Linked DNA regions of Mus musculus: regions 1, 2, 3, 4 and 6 are each linked to region 5. The links are chromatin contacts, called in public promoter capture Hi-C maps. All regions are on one chromosome and are shown on one strand. Each heading gives the region's core, a stretch centred on a gene start, on an enhancer-like site or on the middle of the called end of the contact. The rest is flanking DNA. Distances are from core to core; before and after follow the strand shown. Region 1 holds the start of Nemf (nuclear export mediator factor). Region 2 holds the start of Klhdc2 (kelch domain containing 2). Region 3 holds the start of Rps29 (ribosomal protein S29). Region 4 holds the start of Rtn1 (reticulon 1). Region 5 holds the start of Tmx1 (thioredoxin-related transmembrane protein 1). Region 6 holds the start of Rpl36al (ribosomal protein L36A-like).

Region 1 (2,700 bases), core at 108-2,607, 1.1 Mb after region 5:
GCCCTTGTTAGATTGAAATAGATGTGGCTACTCAGTTTCAGAGTTCCAGCTGCTAAAACTGTGAACTTTGTACATTGTTTAACTGTTGGTATTTTGTTACAACAATAGAAACTAGATTAACACATTTGCCAACATTAAAGGTTTATGATCTATCTGGGCATGATAGTATGTACCTGCAATTCCAATACCAATGAGGCTGGAATCAGAGGGAGACTGAGGACAGCCTGGCTTATAGGGTGAGTTTAGACTAACCTTGACTATATAGCATGCCCTGTCTCAAAAGCAGAGTAATTACAAAAATCCTTATGTTTTTAGATATACAAATTTGACACTTTCCCTGCTTTCTTTTGCTTTTTTGGTCACCCATTCTAAGAACTTATAGCGATGTGAATGCTAATGACTTTAAACTTTTAAATACATGTTTCACTGATTTTAAAATTCCTCCAGTTTCTAAATGTGTTGGTAATTTCAGCACTCAAAAAGGCAGAGACAAGAAAATTCAGAGTTCTAAGGTGTCCTGGGCTACATAGAAAGACCCTGTATCAAAAATGACCATGACAACCACCCCCCCACACACACACACCTTCCACTGTCCAAAACTAGTAGATTTTTGTTCTTAGTTTTAGATTTGTTTATTACTAACATTAGAACTTTTAAAAAGAAAAATTTAGACGAATTAACTATCGTATATTTGAACCCTGAATAATTTATGTATGAATTGGTAGCATGCAGAACTTGAAGCAGTTTAGAGAACGCTGGGGTGTGGGAGGAGAACTTTTTCTCCTTCTCCCATGGGAACTCTTACTTTATTTTTATCTGACATCTTTACTTAGTGAATTTTTGAGTATTTGAGGTGCCAAGAATTTATGAAACTCGGGCTATATAGAACCCCACCCCATTCAACTTGAATGAGAATTCTACAGTATGCCGCAGAATCCTATTTCGGAGAGTAGTACCCAGCAAAATAGGAACCCATCTCTACGGCTTGTCAGAGTCAGGGAAAACCAACCGTTGGTTTTTGTCTAGTCTCAAATTCGCGTTTAGAAAGACCCCTTGCTCTTCCATCCTGAGCGATAGCGCCTTCCTGGGGCAACTGATTAATGGTTAATGACCTACAGGATCCTAATGGAGACCCATTTTAATCCCCAAACAAGGGGACGGGATTAACCCGGTCATTGTTCAAGGAAAGGACGCAGTTTCGAGAAGGTAGTTAGTTCTATGTCGAGTTTTTTTTACACAGTGAAAAAAATAATTGATCATGATTTGACAACAAACTTCGGTTAAATAGCGCACTTTCACTATAAGTAATATTGGGTCATTTGGGTTGCCGTAGACACAAGCCAAGCGCTCATGCGCAGAAGCATAGTGGTCCTGCGTCGGCTCAGTCCCTGAAAGGACTGCGGTAGCGACACGCAGCCTAGCCATGAAGAGCCGGTTCAGCACGGTTGACCTCCGCGCAGTGCTCGCGGAACTGAATGCGAGGTATGGTGGTGGGAGTGGACAGGCTCGTTCACAGCAGAGGGAGCGGAGGCCGGGCACCGGGTGGTCGCGAGACGGAGAGCCTCACGGTCGTCCCGGTGCCTCGGGGATTCTCTAGGCCTGGGGGCCGAGCCCGGGGCCGGTGCCCCCGGGAGACACCCCCCCCCCCCCCCCCCCCGGGGACCGTGCCTGATGCTGCATCTCCCTGGCGCTGATTCCGAGAGGTCTTGCCGGGGTGGCCTGAGTCCCGCAGCGAGCGTTTGGTAGAACGGGAGTGATCGTCTTTGCTCCAGACTGGCGGCCTGGCTTCTTCAGAATTCCCGTCCTTCTTCCCAAAGAGAAGTAGCAGGGCCTTCCAGCTGAAATGGGCAGATTTGGACCTGTGTCCTGGACTTGTCGCCTATTCAGCTGTGTGAGCTTTGTCGCATTTTCGGGGACTCGGCTACTTCCTCCGCTCCGAATAAGTCATTTAGACTTAATTTTACTGTATTTACACCCCCCACCCCACCCCAGCACTAGTAGTCTGGTGTTACTGAGATCAACAGGCCACTTTTGTGCTTAAAAGTCTACATTTAATTTGAGGATACCTTTATAGGCGGTGGAGGTATCTTAGCGGAAGAGTTCCTTTTCCACAACACCAATAAATGATGGAAAGTTTTGCTTCAACCAAGAACAATGATTTGTTATATGTTTCTTTTTTTTTCAGCTTGCTAGGAATGAGAGTAAACAACGTTTATGATGTGGATAACAAGACATATCTTATTCGGCTTCAAAAGTAAGAATATTTTATAAGATTGTTTTTGGTAAATTATGATATATATATATATATATATATCCTGCATTTTAGGTTTTGTTTTTTTAAATTCAGAGAATAAGTTTTGGCAAATTCCCTAAAGAAAAATTTGGCTTTCTCTTGAACAGACCTGATTTTAAAGCTACACTGTTACTTGAGTCTGGTATACGTATTCATACAACAGAATTTGAGTGGCCTAAGAACATGATGCCGTCGAGTTTTGCCATGAAGGTAAATTTTAAGTTTGGAGCTAATTTTTAAAACTCCATTTATCTATCTATTTATCATGTATGTATGTATGTGTGTGTGTGTGTGTGTCTGTGTAGGTGGAAACAACAAACAGGTACAACTTGGGGCTCTCAAGTGAATGTCAGAAGACAACCTGGGGGGGAGTCAGTTTTGCTGTGAGATGAGGGGTCAGGGGTAAG
Region 2 (2,700 bases), core at 35-2,534, 1.2 Mb after region 5:
CGCAGAGAACTGGACTTCCCAAGGGGGGTGGGGGGGCGTCATTTTAACACTAAAATAGTTTTAGGTCAAATGGCTCAAATGAGTGTGCACCACATGAAATCCAAGAACTAGAGTGAGTGTATCATGGAATTCTAAAACCAGTACAGAAGAACCAGTGAGCAGCGGTTTAAGGAGGTAACTGAGCAGTATTCCCCAGCTCGCGGTATAAAACAATGCAAATGACTAAAAAGATACTTGGTCACAAAGTCCAAAGGCCTGCACTCCAATTACATACGCTGCTGGGGATTCACTGGCTATTTTTTCCTTTAAAATCCGCAGTAAGGCCTACTGAGGAGCAATCCTTTCTCAGCTGAGACCAGTTAAGAAAAATGGCCCTGCGTTCAAACAATAGATAGGTGGGGGCATCTGCACAGGTGTTGATGACACCGTTACACCTTCGGGGAGGTTGAGCAAGCGATTCCTGTGGCCTTGGTTCACACAGTGACAATATTGTTGAATATAGTGTCTGTCGGCTAAATGGCCCCAGCTCCGGGCGACCGGGCCCAAAGGTATATGAGTGATTCTCACACACCCTCGCCCCCACCCTTTTCCGTACCTCGGGCCACAGTCACCCGCTACGCGACCCACAATAACAGAACCTCGCTCCGCTCACTCCAAAGACAATGCGTAGGGGGTGCGTGGGATAGGCTGACTCATAAGTTCAAGAGAGCGGTGACAATAGCCCAGGATCCCCGAATCCACCAGGGCAGGGCGGGAAGATGCTCTCCTGAATGAGCAAGAGCCGCGGCGGCGATCGTGCCCACTCCGCCCTACTGACCTTGTAGCCGCCCCAGACGAACATGTGGCGCCCATCGCTGACAGCGACGTGGCCGCTGCGTTCAGCCGGGCAGGCCAGCTCCATGGCCTCGTAGTTCTCGAAGGCCGGGCCCGGCAGATCCTCCGCTCGAGCATCCTCGTTGCCATCAGCCATCTTGAGGCTGCACCGCTGGCCACCGAGACCGCTCCGGCCCCGCAGACGGGAGACAAAGGAAAGCGGAGCGGTGGACCGCGGCGCGCAGCCAGCGCTGACGACCCGCCTGTCCTGCGCTACGCCTCCGCCTCCGGGACGAGCGCTGGGGCGCGCGCCGACAGCGGCTGCGGGTCTCGCGGGGACCGCGCCGCGGCCGGGTCCTGGCTCAGAGCGGGAGAGCGGCCGACGGGGCTCGCACTCGCAGCCCGCCCCGCCTCCGGCCGCCGGGGCCTTGTTTATGCCGCCGCCGGAAGTCGTCCGCAGCGGACACTGTCCCCACGCTCCGGAAGCGCTCTCGCCCCCTGCGCTGCTGAGCCTCCCGTCGTCCGGTCCCACCGCAGTGCTGTCCTACTGCTGTGTAGTCCTCCCAGTCGGGCCCTTGGGCATCTGAGTCCTCCCAACATCCGTCCTCCCGCCTCAGGGTGCTCTGGCCTGGATAGTTCCTAAACCATAACAACCCACCCTTGGGGAAAGAATGCGAATCCCAGACTCACAATCTGGGCTTCTAAGAGGCCAAATGAAAATTACGAATTATTTAAACCCAATTCCTCGCCCATAAAATAAGGCTGGTCTGGAAAACACTTCAGGCTCCTCATTTAAATGGTGGCTCTCCGTGCTGCTCATCTTGTCTTTTTTTTTTTTCTTTCTCCCTCTCTTCGTTTTGGGACTGCTAAATATATACTGAGCAAAATACACACTTAACAAAAACGACCAAAAAAAGCTTTTCTCTTTGAAACTCTCACCAGTTGCTGGAGATGTACTTGCTGAAACACAAGAGTTAAGGGTCTGGGGTTTGAGATTAAAGCGCTGGGATAAAAGGTGTGCTCCACCAGGCAGATTCTGTTTCTTGACCAGATTCATCCAGGTCTCCCTGGGGCAATTTTGCCATGCAAGAGATGTCCAGTGCCCTTGGTGCTGTGCTGAGGGGGGCCTTCCTCACTGCCATTGCAAGAGACAGTCAGAGAGAGAAATGGCCTTCCTGCTGCTGCCCAGGGTGTATACTGTCAAAAAGAGATTGGCAGCGTTTCCACCAGCCACTTCGTGCTGGATGACACTGGAGAAGAAAATCTAGCATCAGTTTCATGTTTGGCGGGTAGAAGACATCTCTCACTGTTGGCCACAACCTCTCACACTGCAAATCTGCTGTAATGTGAATGACCAATTTGCACTAAGCTGAGGTTTGTGGTGAGCAACTGATCGTCCAACAGTGGAAATCACCTTGCCCTAGGGGTCAGGAGCATGCAAGTGGATATTCCTCCACAGATCAGCCTTATTCCAGATGAGCTGCACTTGGACACATTTTACTGCCTCGTGATTATTGTTTGCAAGAAAAATTTGATGGTGTTGTGGGGATAGCCACTAGAGAGGACAGCTCAGACATGAACTTAAGGCAATAGAAAGTCTTTATTAGTTTGGGATCCCAGTGTAGCAACGAGCCTTTCTCAGAGTGAGCTTTTAAGCACAAAACCCATGTTCTGGACGGATACACTTCAGTTAACAAGAACAGTTAGCATCCCAGAGAATCTTGCCACAGAAGCCAGATGAAGGTAATCTACACCACAGAGCCACTGCTGTCCCTTGTCCTCAAGAGACTAGACTTCTGTCACTCCATGAGACTATCAATAGTTACAAATAGTCCTGGGCCATTGTAGAAGGATTTTTATCCAGCAACATGGCTACTCTGATTGGAA
Region 3 (2,888 bases), core at 255-2,754, 1.3 Mb after region 5:
TGAGCTGTGTCCTTCAGCAGCGTTATCTTCTTACTCTGTCTAGCAACAGTACCCTCCTGTGTTCTCCCGTTTGTTTAGTTGTATTACATGTTGTCAAAGCAAGACAGAGAGATAGATCAACAACAACAACAGAACTGGAATTGAAAAGGTGAGGGAATCGCGGTGTGTGTGTTTGTTTATGTGTATATGTGTGTGTGTATTTGTATATGTGTATATGTGTGTGTGTGTTTGTGTAAAACACTAGATTTGAAGACTGACAACAGACATTAAATTATATCTGGTCTTTAAATCTGTGACTCTTTCATTATGAAATAATTGGGTAAGGATTGTCTACCAAAATTTTGAAGTAGCATACTTTAAAGTTTTTTTTAAAGTTTCTATTAAAAGTCTTCTACAAAAGGCTTTTTTTCTTAATTTTACTCTGCTACATTCTAGATTTAGTTAAAGCTTTTATTTCAGGGGGCAGGGCTTTGTGCAATTTTAGGTTTTATTTTTATTTTATATATTTTTTATTTTTTATAAATTTGTCTTTTGAAGTTTGTCGTTACTTGTTTTGCTATTAAATTATCTGATGAAAACAACTTTTATTTTATATTACTTTTCTTCATATTCATCCACTTAGCCTGCGTTTGGTGGCACAAGCAAGCCCATTATTAGAGGCTGAGACATTAGGATAGGGAGTGTGAGTCTATTATGGGCAAAATGAGAGTCTTGGGCCAGTCTTGTCTACACAAAAACAAATGAAAAGTAAATGTAGGCGATTATATTTAGGTATCAAGGGTGGTATACTCACATATACGTAAGACCCTATTTTCCATCCATGGAATGATGTGGATTTCTTTTTGGAGTATATGAGGTCAAAAGATTTAATAAGAGGCCCCTATCGTTGACTCTTACTCATTACACTTGATTTAAGTTGTCATATAATTTCACGCCAGTAGGTGTCAGTAGTGAGTAAAGGAAAAAAAAAATCACGTTTGTAAGCGAACGTTTGTGTTAAGACAATGTAAAAAATTAAGGTTGAAATGTATTATATGAGAAAAGGGTGAATTAAAAAGAAAGTGAGAATAATGTTAATATTATTAAGTGTCCAAAAAGAGACGGGGTCTCGCTATGTTGCCCAGGCTGGAGTGCAGTGGCTATTCACAGGCGCGATCCCACTACTGATCAGCACGGGAGTTTTGACCTGCTCCGTTTCCGACCTGGGCCGGTTCACCCCTCCTTAGGCAACCTGGTGGTCCCCCGCTCCCGGGAGGTCACCATATTGATGCCGAACTTAGTGCGGACACCCGATCGGCATAGCGCACTACAGCCCAGAACTCCTGGACTCAAGCGATCCTCCTGTCTCAGCCTCCCGAGTAGCTGGGACTACAGGCGTGCGCCACCGCGCCCGGCGAGCGCTGAGAGCGACGGGGAGATACTAGAGCTGCGGCGGGCCGTGACGTCACTCACTGTGCCCGCCCAGCCAGCCTTAGAAATGTCACTCAGAGCACGCGGACCAATGTTGTCGCACGGCGTACGCGTCACGTCTTAGCGTTGTATTCTGGGTAGCGTGTAGCTCCAAAAAACTTTGAAGAGCGCCTGCGCGAGCCGACTCGTTCCTTTCTCCTCGTTGGGCGTCTGAAGGCAAGATGGGTCACCAGCAGCTCTACTGGAGTCACCCACGGAAGTTCGGCCAGGGTTCCCGCTCTTGGTGAGGAGCGGGTTGTGGAGACCGCGGTTAGAGGGAAGGGCCATTGTTGGTGACTGGGTGTCGGAAATTCAAGGCCCGCGGGCGGCGCGCAGGGCGTTCGGTGCTGCCGTCGCCATTACGGGCTTAGCTAGGCCGGGCCGGGCGGGCCCTGCTGCGGGTGGTGGGGAAGCTGAGGAGTGCTGTACCTTACTGTGGCGGCTCCATTAAGGCCATCTCCTTGTCCTTCCTCCTCCCAGCCGCGTCTGCTCCAACCGCCACGGTCTGATCCGCAAATACGGGCTGAACATGTGCCGCCAGTGCTTCCGGCAGTACGCGAAGGACATAGGCTTCATTAAGGTACGCGCGGTTGGTCGCTGCCGTCCACGATGCACACAGCGGAGGGTTTTAAGAGTTCCAGAAGGGAAGGGTGAAGGGTTTAATGCCTGGTCAGATTTAGGTGTCAGGTGGGTAGGAGGTGGTGCAGTTTCTACATAGTAACTGAATATTCCTAACCCAATACGTGTCTTAAATTTCTGGCCCAGGATGTTTGATCATACTGGGAAGAGCTCTAGACTTCACACACCGAAACCTAAGTGAATCTAGTGAACACACTGCTATGTTTTAGCCAGGGTTTTGGCTTTTTATTTGTTCTAAGGTTGATGTCTCAAAAGTCTCCTTTTTTGGTCAAAACCACTGTATATATATTTCATCTGCTTTTTATTTGTACCAATTTTTTTAAAAAGTATTTTAACCGGGTTTCTCCGTAGCCCTGGCTGTCCTGGAACACAGATTCTCTGCTGGGATTAAAGGTGTGCATCACACCCAGCTGCGGGACCAGTTTTAAATAAACTTGTGTTTAATGGGCCTGCATGGTATTTGACACTGCTGAGGTGCAGCAGAGAGTTTTAAGCTCAGACTTACATTATTGATGAAATAGTTACTGTAAGCCTAGCCTTACAGTTTAGAGACTTGAATGACTCAAGTGTGTCAGGATCGGTCCCTCCTCCGTCTGGTCTAGGTTTTTTCGGGTTAAGATGAACTGCAGAAACGGGCTATTTAGTAACTCCGGAGTACATGACATGGTTAATGTAATTTTGTGTGGTCTTGTATCGGGGAATAACTAGGGGGAACCAGTGGAAATAAATGCCAGAATCACAGTCTAAGTAATAGACTCCGTTTTGTTTTTTTCTTTTCAGTTGGACTAAGCGACCTTGAA
Region 4 (2,700 bases), core at 168-2,667, 2.0 Mb before region 5:
CCAGTGATTCTATTCTTTAGTGTTTTTCAGAGAAACAAATTATATGTTCTCTTTATCATAGTGCCTCAAATTCAGTATTCCTTAATAGCCATGTGCTTCCAGTGTTCTTGGCATATTAATAATGAAACTGTAAGAAAGTTCCTCCCTGGCATTCTTGATACATTATGGCATTCTAAACAAGGTGCCTATTATCTTATGTTAAAAAAAGCTATAATGATTCAGGATAACCAAGAATTTGTTATTACAGAGGGAGATAATTTTTATAGCTTTATTAGAATAACTGGTACACATTGAATTGCACACATACACATGACAACTTGATTTTTGTCCCATGCATACAACTGTGATGCCATTGTCACTATGAAGATAATGAACATATTTCATAGAAACCAATTTTTTCAAAGGTGTAGTGGTTTGTGTGTGTGTGTGTGTATTGGAGTTACAGGCAAGTGTGAGCTGTCAGGTCTGGTCCCCCGGAAAAGCAGCAATCACTCTTAAATACTAAGCTGTCTCTCTGGACTCAGGAATTAATTTTTAATACATCAATCTGTAAAATTTTGGTGACTGTAAGATTACACACATTTTCCTCCAATTTATTGCTATCTTTTGAGCATTGTTGTACTAGTAGAACAAAAGATTACAGTGAATAAAAAATTTTCTATTTTCATCATTTTTAGGAGTCCCAGATGTTGATGACTCTGGCCTTTGAATTTACAGATAGTTGTGATGCTCCTGGTATGCAAATGGTAGCTGAGAACCCTACACAACCACTCTGCATGCAAGGGCACAGTTGCCTTCCACTTTTTTTGAGTAGGACTAACCGATAACTGTACTCATCTACTCTGATGTTAGACTTGAGCCAAGACTTAAAGGAAAGGCACACACCATTTTACAGTTCAGGAACCGGTAAGACGGCTTGTTTGAAAAGATAGGTCTAAATAGGTCTAAATATGGGAATAGCACATGTAGGTGAGTCGCCTTTACTGTTCATTAAGTATCAGAGAGCACAGAAAAGGGGTGGGGAGGGGGAGCAAGAAGTTCCTGTGGATTTCCACTTCTCAAAACAGACTGCCCAACACGGCCTGTCATTTATATGGCACAGCCATTTGTTGTTGCTGTTGCTGTCGTCGTCGTTGTTGTTGTTTAATGCCTGGTAGCATCCTGTTTGCTTTCAATGCTACTTGGGACAGGTCTGGAAAGCATTTTTGTGGAGTTCCATCTGAGGGCCCATTCCTATACTGTTTTGTTATTGTTTTTGTTTGTTTGTTTGGGCCGGTTCTGGAAACTTCAGGATGAAGGATTTAACCTCCAGGTTGCAGATCACCAGGTCAAGGCTCAGGCCAGTGTCCTTTATGCAGCTAACCCTCAGAACGGTTGTTCTGAGATTCGCTTTCTATCCTAGAGTCCTAGGACTCCAGTCTGGTTTTAACTTCTTGTCTAGTCAAGCTGCAGCCAGTACCTGCTGGTCCTCTCTGTGTATTCTTCCCCAGATAAAGGGTAAAACAAGTGGGTTTGGCACATCCCCTAATCAGAGGCTGCCATTAACAGGCCCGGGGCTGACGTGCATTAGGGAGGACTCGGACCAAGCAGGCCATTTTCACCTGCGTAATAACAGGCTTGGGAGTAGCGAAGCAGCGCAGGCACAGCAAGCTGCCTCTGGAGCAGGGGAGGAGCGCGGGCGGCAGCCGCCCCGGGGCCCCGGAGGAAGAGGAGGGGGAGAAGGAGGAGCCGAAGCGCCCAGAACAGCAGCCGCGGCTCGGCCCGAGTTGCAGCAAAAGCAGCGACGGTGGCGCGGAGACTCTGCAGCCTTCTGGAGTCCGGAGTCCCGGTAGGGACAGCAGCAGGGAGCGTCCGCGTCCCTAGCCAGCGCACCCCGGCCTTGCCAAGCCACAGTAGCCCAGCCTGGGGCACAGCCAGCCATGGCCGCACCGCCGGATCTGCAAGATGAGCCGCTGTCTCTGGGTAGCCCCGGGTCCCAGTGGTTCGGGGGCCGGGGGGATGGGGAAGACGAAGCGACGGCGGTGATGGGGGCCAGGCCAGCGCAGCAGGATGGGGAGCCCGCCTGGGGGTCGGGCGCTGGAGCTGGGGTAACGTCGTCGCGGGAACTGTGCTCCGGCCCCGCCCGGTCGCCTCCCGTCGCCATGGAAACTGCATCCACAGGTAAGCCGGCCCGCACCGCGACCCCGCAAATGGAGGCCGGGACCGTGTTTCTTGTGGGTCCCCTAGTCCACAGCTTTTCTCTGCGTCTTCCTGGCCTGTCTACCTGGAGGTAGGGGTTCGCTCCTGGCGACTGTAAATATTAGCGGACTGGTGGAAAACAGCAGGGTGCTGCCAGCGGCTAGGAGGAAGAAGGCTGTTGGTCCAGTAATTTCATTTTTACTCTTTTTTCAGCCTTAGACATTGTCCTCGTTGGCAAGCCTGGCTTCTGTTGCGCCCCGGAACAAGTTTTCTCTTCTTGTCAGGGGTCTCAGGGCAGCAGGGCGGGGAGTGACAGGTTGTGATGTTTTTCTGGGGCGTGTTTGCGCTCAGCGAGCTCCACAGCAGAGATAGACGACTGCCTATCAGCGGGCGGGCCCACCGCCTCAGGACCCTCCCGCTGGGTTTAGGGCACCGGAGTACCGCAGAGACTTTATTTTCCCTTTCTCTTCCCTCAAGGAATCACCACACCCTACTCCTTTCCAGTTTTCCTCCAGCTCAGCT
Region 5 (2,722 bases), core at 135-2,634:
ATCTCCTTTTTCTTGTTTCACAACTCAGGTATCATGGACCTCACCCAGGTTCTCTCTTGAGGATGTTCACTTCCACCTCTTCCTTAGTGTACAGCCCTAAACACAATCACAACATAGGCAAACACCAGAATCTTGCTTAAGGGTTGCTAACAACGCTTGCATATATTTACTCTTGAAGCCCAACAAAGCTACTATGACAGCATCTGAACAGGCCAATCGGTAAAGCAGGGGATGGGAGTGGTTATCTACTATAAGGAATTATGTAGAATAATTACCCACCCCAAAACATATGTAAAGATACTGGGTAGTGTCAGTAAACAATGACCATTCAATGGTGGTGCTTTCGCCACATCAATAATGCCGTATCAGGAACACTGTCAATTAACCATTCCACTAATTTATCATCTAAGACAAAGGCCAAAGGTAGTTTATTTCCTACAGCAGCAGGACGGCGGACACTGTTGAAGTAGAATTATCACACAAGATAAGTGATTTTGTTTGAATAGTAAATGATGAACTGGAGTATTTAAAGGGCCTATCAATAATCATACTAATGCATGTGCAATACCATTCGCAGGCCTGTAAATCACAATTCAAGCCATTCTCTAAATTGCAAACGCACCGGTCAAGGAAAAATGAGGTTCATATCAAAAGAAATGAATGTAGGCAAGAAGAAAAAAAAAGAAAATAAAGATTTTAATATATTCCCATTTATTTGGCATTTACAATTTAAAAAAACTAACTCACAAAATAAAAATAAATAAAGAGCTCAAAATTCAGGCATTACAAATACCAATTTCCGAATAAACATAGCAATTTCCGAATGACAGGTTAAAAGCAAGATTTTGTTCAATATCAACTTTTGTAAAAATTTGGAGACTTAAAGTCTGGATGTCTACAAAAGATCACTAAAAGTCTATAGAAACAGCCAAGACCTCCATCGCAACCCAATCCCACCCTCAAATCCGCTAGTCTGTTCCAGAGAATTCGATGTAGCTCGTAATCCTTTAATCGCACCACAGTGCTTAGCAACGACGAGGCTCAGTGCACGCTTAGATAGAAAAGTAATATTCCCGGTTAGGAAATGACCCTGGAGCTGGGGGCGGCAAAGGCTGGGACCTCAAGACCTGGCCGAGGAAGATGGGCTGGTCAGGTGTCCAGCTTGAGGGACGGGGCGGCGGAGGCCACCGCCACCCAGACAAGCGCCCCGCACTCACAATTCTATCATCCACTCTCCTTCCAGCAACGACGTCCAGTTCTCATCGGTGAGGACGCGCACGTTATTCCGCCGTCCGTGGGCCCCAGGGACCGCCCAGAGCAGCAGGACCAGAGCTGCCAGGGGAACCATAAGACGCCCCAAGTGCGCCATGTCAGCCGCTCACCCAGCCTCAGCGCGTTCCCGCTCCACCTCCCCGCCGCAGCTCCACTTCCGCTCTGGCGGCCGCTCCGCTCATGCGCACAAGGAGCCAGCCAGGCGCGCGAGCCCCACCCACTCCCCGCCAGCAACTCAGTGCGCATGTCCGGGCCCTGTTCCTCCTGCGGGAGATGGAGAGGGAAAGCGGGAAATGCGTCTATCTCGGAGCTCACGACTGAAGAGGCGCTTGCCGGCTGTGGTCCCTCGAAAAGCCCTAGAAGGGGCGGTAGGCGGAGGGATCAGGGTGATGCTCTAGAGATGAGTGACCCTGTCGTGCCCACCAGTGCCTAGTAAGGTCACTATGACAGTTTTCTCAGGAACTTTCCCCTTTCAAAATATCACCAGTTAGACGAATGTAGGAGGAGGTCACCAGCCCCTTTACCCTGGCCCTAGGCAAACAGGCATCTACTTTTTGTCCTGGCTACTTTACTAATTGAATCTTGTGTTGTCCCTGTTGACTGACTTATTTTAACTCTTTAAGCATGAGTCCCCGAATTTCCTCTAACACATTCGTAATGAGGCTTTGTCACCCCCTGGCTCTCCGAGGTAGTTTTTATTGCCTGTTCTTTGCTTTCCTGTATATGGGTTATATTTTCCTGTCTTTGCACAACTCAAAAATCTCTTCTTGGAAACTAGGGTTTTAGGGTCTGTAATTCTAGATGTTGATTCCCCTTGTGGCTCTCCATCTTCTGTTCCTCTTGTTGTTTGATTGTTTAGTGAGTTGGCAAGGCAATTCTAGTGAAGTCTGTTTCTCAGAGATTACAGCCCTGGGTGGGTCATCTGGGCGATAGTGGTTTTAGCAGGGCTCATTCCATATCACTTTTTGGGATGTGTTTGCCTCACTTATTTCCAGCTGTAATATTACATGAAGTGCTCACCGATAACTTGTTTTTGTTTTGTTTTAATTCTCAGAGCATACATTGTTCCACAGCCTAATACATTTTGGCAGATGGTTTTGAGGTCAGTGGTTGAAATTTATTTTAAGCCCAGGATGATTCTTCACTGTCTCTTTTCTTAGGTCTCTCTGGTGAACTAAGTGGCTTATGCACTGGCATCTTGTTCTTACTTAAGGAAAACTTTTTTTATTTTTTTGGAGTGACTTTAGGCCTGACCGTTTCTCCATACTCTTATTTAATAAAGTCATTTCTTTGGGGAGAGTTCAGAACTGACTCTCCTGGGCACAAGCAGCCTCAGTCATTATTCTAGGTGCAGTGTAGACCAGCAGGATCTACTTTTCTGGACTTCTAGTGGTGTATAGTCTTTATCACTTGAACAAAAAGGTTGAGGGGGTGTCTGGAGATTTCTCAG
Region 6 (2,700 bases), core at 132-2,631, 1.3 Mb after region 5:
TGGTAAAAGTCTGGGGCTAAGTAGTGGTCCTCTTCCAGGAAGAGTATAAGGCCAGTGTAATCTTGAAGAACTTTGACTCTTTCCCATACAAAATGCAGCTTCCACCACCAATGGTGTTTGGTTTGTGAGAACTTGGCCTCTCTGTAATGGCCGAAGGAGTCAGGGTATTCGGCATTGATGCACCCCAACTTCAGAGCTGCATTCTTCTTTAGGTCTCTGGGGCAATCTCTAGGGTCACTACCCGGAAACTCATTCGGGTACAGCTGAATGCTGAACGGAAAGAACACTTGCAGAACCGGGCAGAAATCCACCCTGGAGATCAGACTGTTGATCTCTGCGGACCAGAAGTCATGGCTAAAGATGACTAGGACTTCCTGAATACCCTGGGCTTTGCGAAGCGAGTCTATCAGCAACCTGAGGTATTCCGGCCTGTTATGCACCTGGACCACCAGCACCAGCTCCCCGGGGCTCCAGGTGCCGTCATTACCGACGTTCCTCAGCATCTGATCGAAGTTCAACTGGTACACCAGGGACCGGTACCGCAGCGTTAGGTTGTCCACCTCCGGCCGCGGGACCGCGGGAACCAGAGGAGCGGCCGATTCGTTTGAGACCCTGCGGATGCCTACGGACACAGCAAGGTGGCCCGCACCCCGTACGGGCTCCGCGTCCAGCAGCGGCGGGCCAAGGGCGTCGCTCTTCCTTTGTCGCCCATTGCTACTCCAGAGGACGAAGCCGCAGGCGGCCACCACGAGCGTCAGGATTAGCACCTTCCGTTTGTAGATGCGGAACCTCATGGTCTCCAGGGCCCGGAGCGCGGGCGCGGAAAAGAAGCTGGCGGCCTCTGCACGGAAGGGGCGGGCGGGCGGCGCCGTCGCCTTGGCCTGCAGCCCTAGGAACTGGCCCCCGCGGCGGCCCTCGCTAACTCATCCCGGGCTCCGGCGTCCTGGGGCCCGAAGGCTCTCAACTGCCTCGCGCCGCCCGGGCTCCGCGCATCCTCTCTGGCAGTTGCAGCTCCGGCAGCCGCCCCGCCGCTACGAGCCGCGGCTCAACGTCGCCTCGGTCCTCTCCATTCAGCACCCGGGGGTCCCGGAAGAAGCCCCGCCGCGGTCGCCGACACCGTGATTCCTTTACCTGCGCTGCCCGTGGCTCTGCGTCCTCTGCGCGCTCATCCTTGCTCGCACGGCGGAACGGCGACACCGAACGCCGCAGCCTCGCCCCGCTCCGGCAGCGACCGCTCTGACAAGCCGCGACTGGCCTGCGAGCGCCCGGGCCCTCCGGCCCACACCCTCCGCCCCGCCCCGCCCCGCCGGGCGCTGATTGGCGCTTCTCAGAAGCCTCCGGAGGAGGCCGCTGCTTATTGGTTCGCATTCCCGTCGCTCAGGTTCAGTTCCGACTTCCGCTCTGTTCGTCCCTTTCCTGTTCGGCGCGTGCGGTTGAGTCGGGGATCGCGGCGGCCGGTCTCTCGGTAAGTCTGGAGCAGAGCGGTAGCTGCTTCCTTGGGGACCGCGGTCGCCTGGAAGCCGGAGCCGACCTAGCTCTTTGAGGCGTCGGAAAGGGGCAGGTGCTGCCCGCCGCGGCTTGAGGTCAGCCCGCGGCTCTCTCGGAAGAGACCGCTCCAGCATGGCGGCTCCCGGGCGGCGAGGCGTGCTGGCTGCTAACGACACGTCAGCCTTCGGGCCCGCTGGAGAGTGACGGTGCTTTAGAGGGGGTGAAGCCAAAACAGACTGACGTGGCTGGGGGGAAGGAACGAGCCCGGTTGTTGCAGAAACGACTATATTTCGTTGTAAGCCATTCGTAGCTAGAAAACGGAGGGAATTGCTGTGGGGTAGTCCGAGCAAAACTTCTCTACCCGGACGCCACTGCGTTGTCCTTGCAGTGAGACCTAAGAAATTGGACGCTGGTTTGGGGAGAACTGTAATGGCCACTCCAAGTGTCAGTTCCTTTGGACGCTAAGGCAGACCTCAACTAGCAATCCTCTGCCTCAGCCTCCCAGGACACACTCCATCAGGTCTGAGTTTTTAACTGTTAATGCCTCGTTTTAGTTTAAAAAAACAAAAAACAGTTTTTCTATAGGCTTGAAGTGGTAAGGATTGAACCCCGGTGTTTAAGCCAGTGCTCATCCACTCAGCTGCGTGTTGGCCTTTTATTCACGTGGGAAATGAGTACTTGGTGGGTTCACAAATTTTCGAACATTACTGTTTTTTTTTTATATGTTCCTACAAATTATACCTGTTTAAAACTTTCGAGTTTGAAGATCTTTAATGTCTGAAACTTTCTTACAGTTCTCATCGCAGACACTTCTACTGCAAACATGGTCAACGTACCAAAAACCCGAAGGACTTTCTGTAAGAAATGTGGCAAGCATCAGCCTCACAAAGTGACCCAGTATAAGAAGGGCAAGGATTCCCTGTATGCCCAAGGAAAGCGGCGCTACGATCGCAAGCAGAGTGGCTACGGTGGGCAGACAAAGCCAATCTTTCGAAAGAAGGCCAAAACCACAAAGAAGATTGTGCTCAGGCTTGAGTGTGTTGAGCCCAACTGCAGATCCAAGAGGATGCTGGCCATTAAGAGATGCAAGCATTTTGAACTGGGAGGCGACAAGAAGAGGAAGGGCCAAGTGATCCAGTTCTAAAACTTGTGTTCTCTGAGAGGAAAATACTGAAGCAGTAGAGAAATGACCTGCTAGAGAATAAAGTTACT

Evidence for each region. Promoter capture Hi-C pulls out the DNA fragments that hold promoters and counts their contacts. Capture Hi-C pulls out chosen DNA fragments and counts their contacts.
Region 1: a promoter capture Hi-C map of erythroid cells shows a contact between it and region 5, with 4 times the contacts expected there. The contact joins the promoter of Nemf here to the promoter of Tmx1 in region 5. A contact is called at or near these places in 3 of 39 promoter capture datasets (erythroid cells, liver and pre-B cells) and 1 of 484 Hi-C or Micro-C datasets (B cells).
Region 2: a contact with region 5 is called in a promoter capture Hi-C map of pre-B cells, with 4 times the contacts expected there. The contact joins the promoter of Klhdc2 here to the promoter of Tmx1 in region 5. A contact is called at or near these places in 2 of 39 promoter capture datasets (erythroid cells and pre-B cells).
Region 3: a promoter capture Hi-C map of liver shows a contact between it and region 5, with 3 times the contacts expected there. The contact joins the promoter of Rps29 here to the promoter of Tmx1 in region 5. A contact is called at or near these places in 2 of 39 promoter capture datasets (erythroid cells and pre-B cells) and 2 of 9 other capture datasets (adipose tissue and liver).
Region 4: a promoter capture Hi-C map of liver shows a contact between it and region 5, with 4 times the contacts expected there. The contact joins the promoter of Rtn1 here to the promoter of Tmx1 in region 5. A contact is called at or near these places in 2 of 39 promoter capture datasets (both in liver).
Region 6: a promoter capture Hi-C map of pre-B cells shows a contact between it and region 5, with 7 times the contacts expected there. The contact joins the promoter of Rpl36al here to the promoter of Tmx1 in region 5. A contact is called at or near these places in 5 of 39 promoter capture datasets (the C10 cell line, the HPC-7 cell line, erythroid cells and 2 more) and 1 of 115 datasets of contacts at active chromatin or transcription factors (cardiomyocytes).

What each region holds. Positions count from the first base shown.
Region 1 is chr12:69,355,833-69,358,532 of GRCm38.p6, reverse strand. Nemf (nuclear export mediator factor) reads left to right here and starts at 1,357. Exons shown (of 33, transcript NM_025441.3): 1 at 1,357-1,482; 2 at 2,186-2,254; 3 at 2,401-2,503. The coding sequence starts at 1,424.
Region 2 is chr12:69,295,265-69,297,964 of GRCm38.p6, reverse strand. It overlaps Klhdc2 (kelch domain containing 2), which reads right to left and starts at 1,284. Exons shown (of 13, transcript NM_027117.3): 1 at 818-1,284. The coding sequence starts at 970.
Region 3 is chr12:69,157,802-69,160,689 of GRCm38.p6, reverse strand. Rps29 (ribosomal protein S29) reads left to right here and starts at 1,504. Exons shown (of 3, transcript NM_009093.2): 1 at 1,504-1,693; 2 at 1,930-2,029; 3 at 2,869-2,888. The coding sequence starts at 1,632. The coding sequence ends at 2,877. It also overlaps Rn7s1.
Region 4 is chr12:72,407,771-72,410,470 of GRCm38.p6, reverse strand. Rtn1 (reticulon 1) reads left to right here and starts at 1,417. Exons shown (of 9, transcript NM_153457.7): 1 at 1,417-2,160. The coding sequence starts at 1,920.
Region 5 is chr12:70,451,816-70,454,537 of GRCm38.p6, reverse strand. Tmx1 (thioredoxin-related transmembrane protein 1) reads right to left here and starts at 1,384. Exons shown (of 8, transcript NM_028339.1): 1 at 1,218-1,384. The coding sequence starts at 1,369.
Region 6 is chr12:69,182,748-69,185,447 of GRCm38.p6, reverse strand. It overlaps Rpl36al (ribosomal protein L36A-like), which reads left to right and starts at 1,381. Exons shown (of 2, transcript NM_025589.4): 1 at 1,381-1,465; 2 at 2,283-2,700. The coding sequence starts at 2,312. The coding sequence ends at 2,632. Mgat2 (mannoside acetylglucosaminyltransferase 2) reads right to left here and starts at 1,290. Exons shown (of 1, transcript NM_146035.2): 1 at 1-1,290. The coding sequence starts at 794.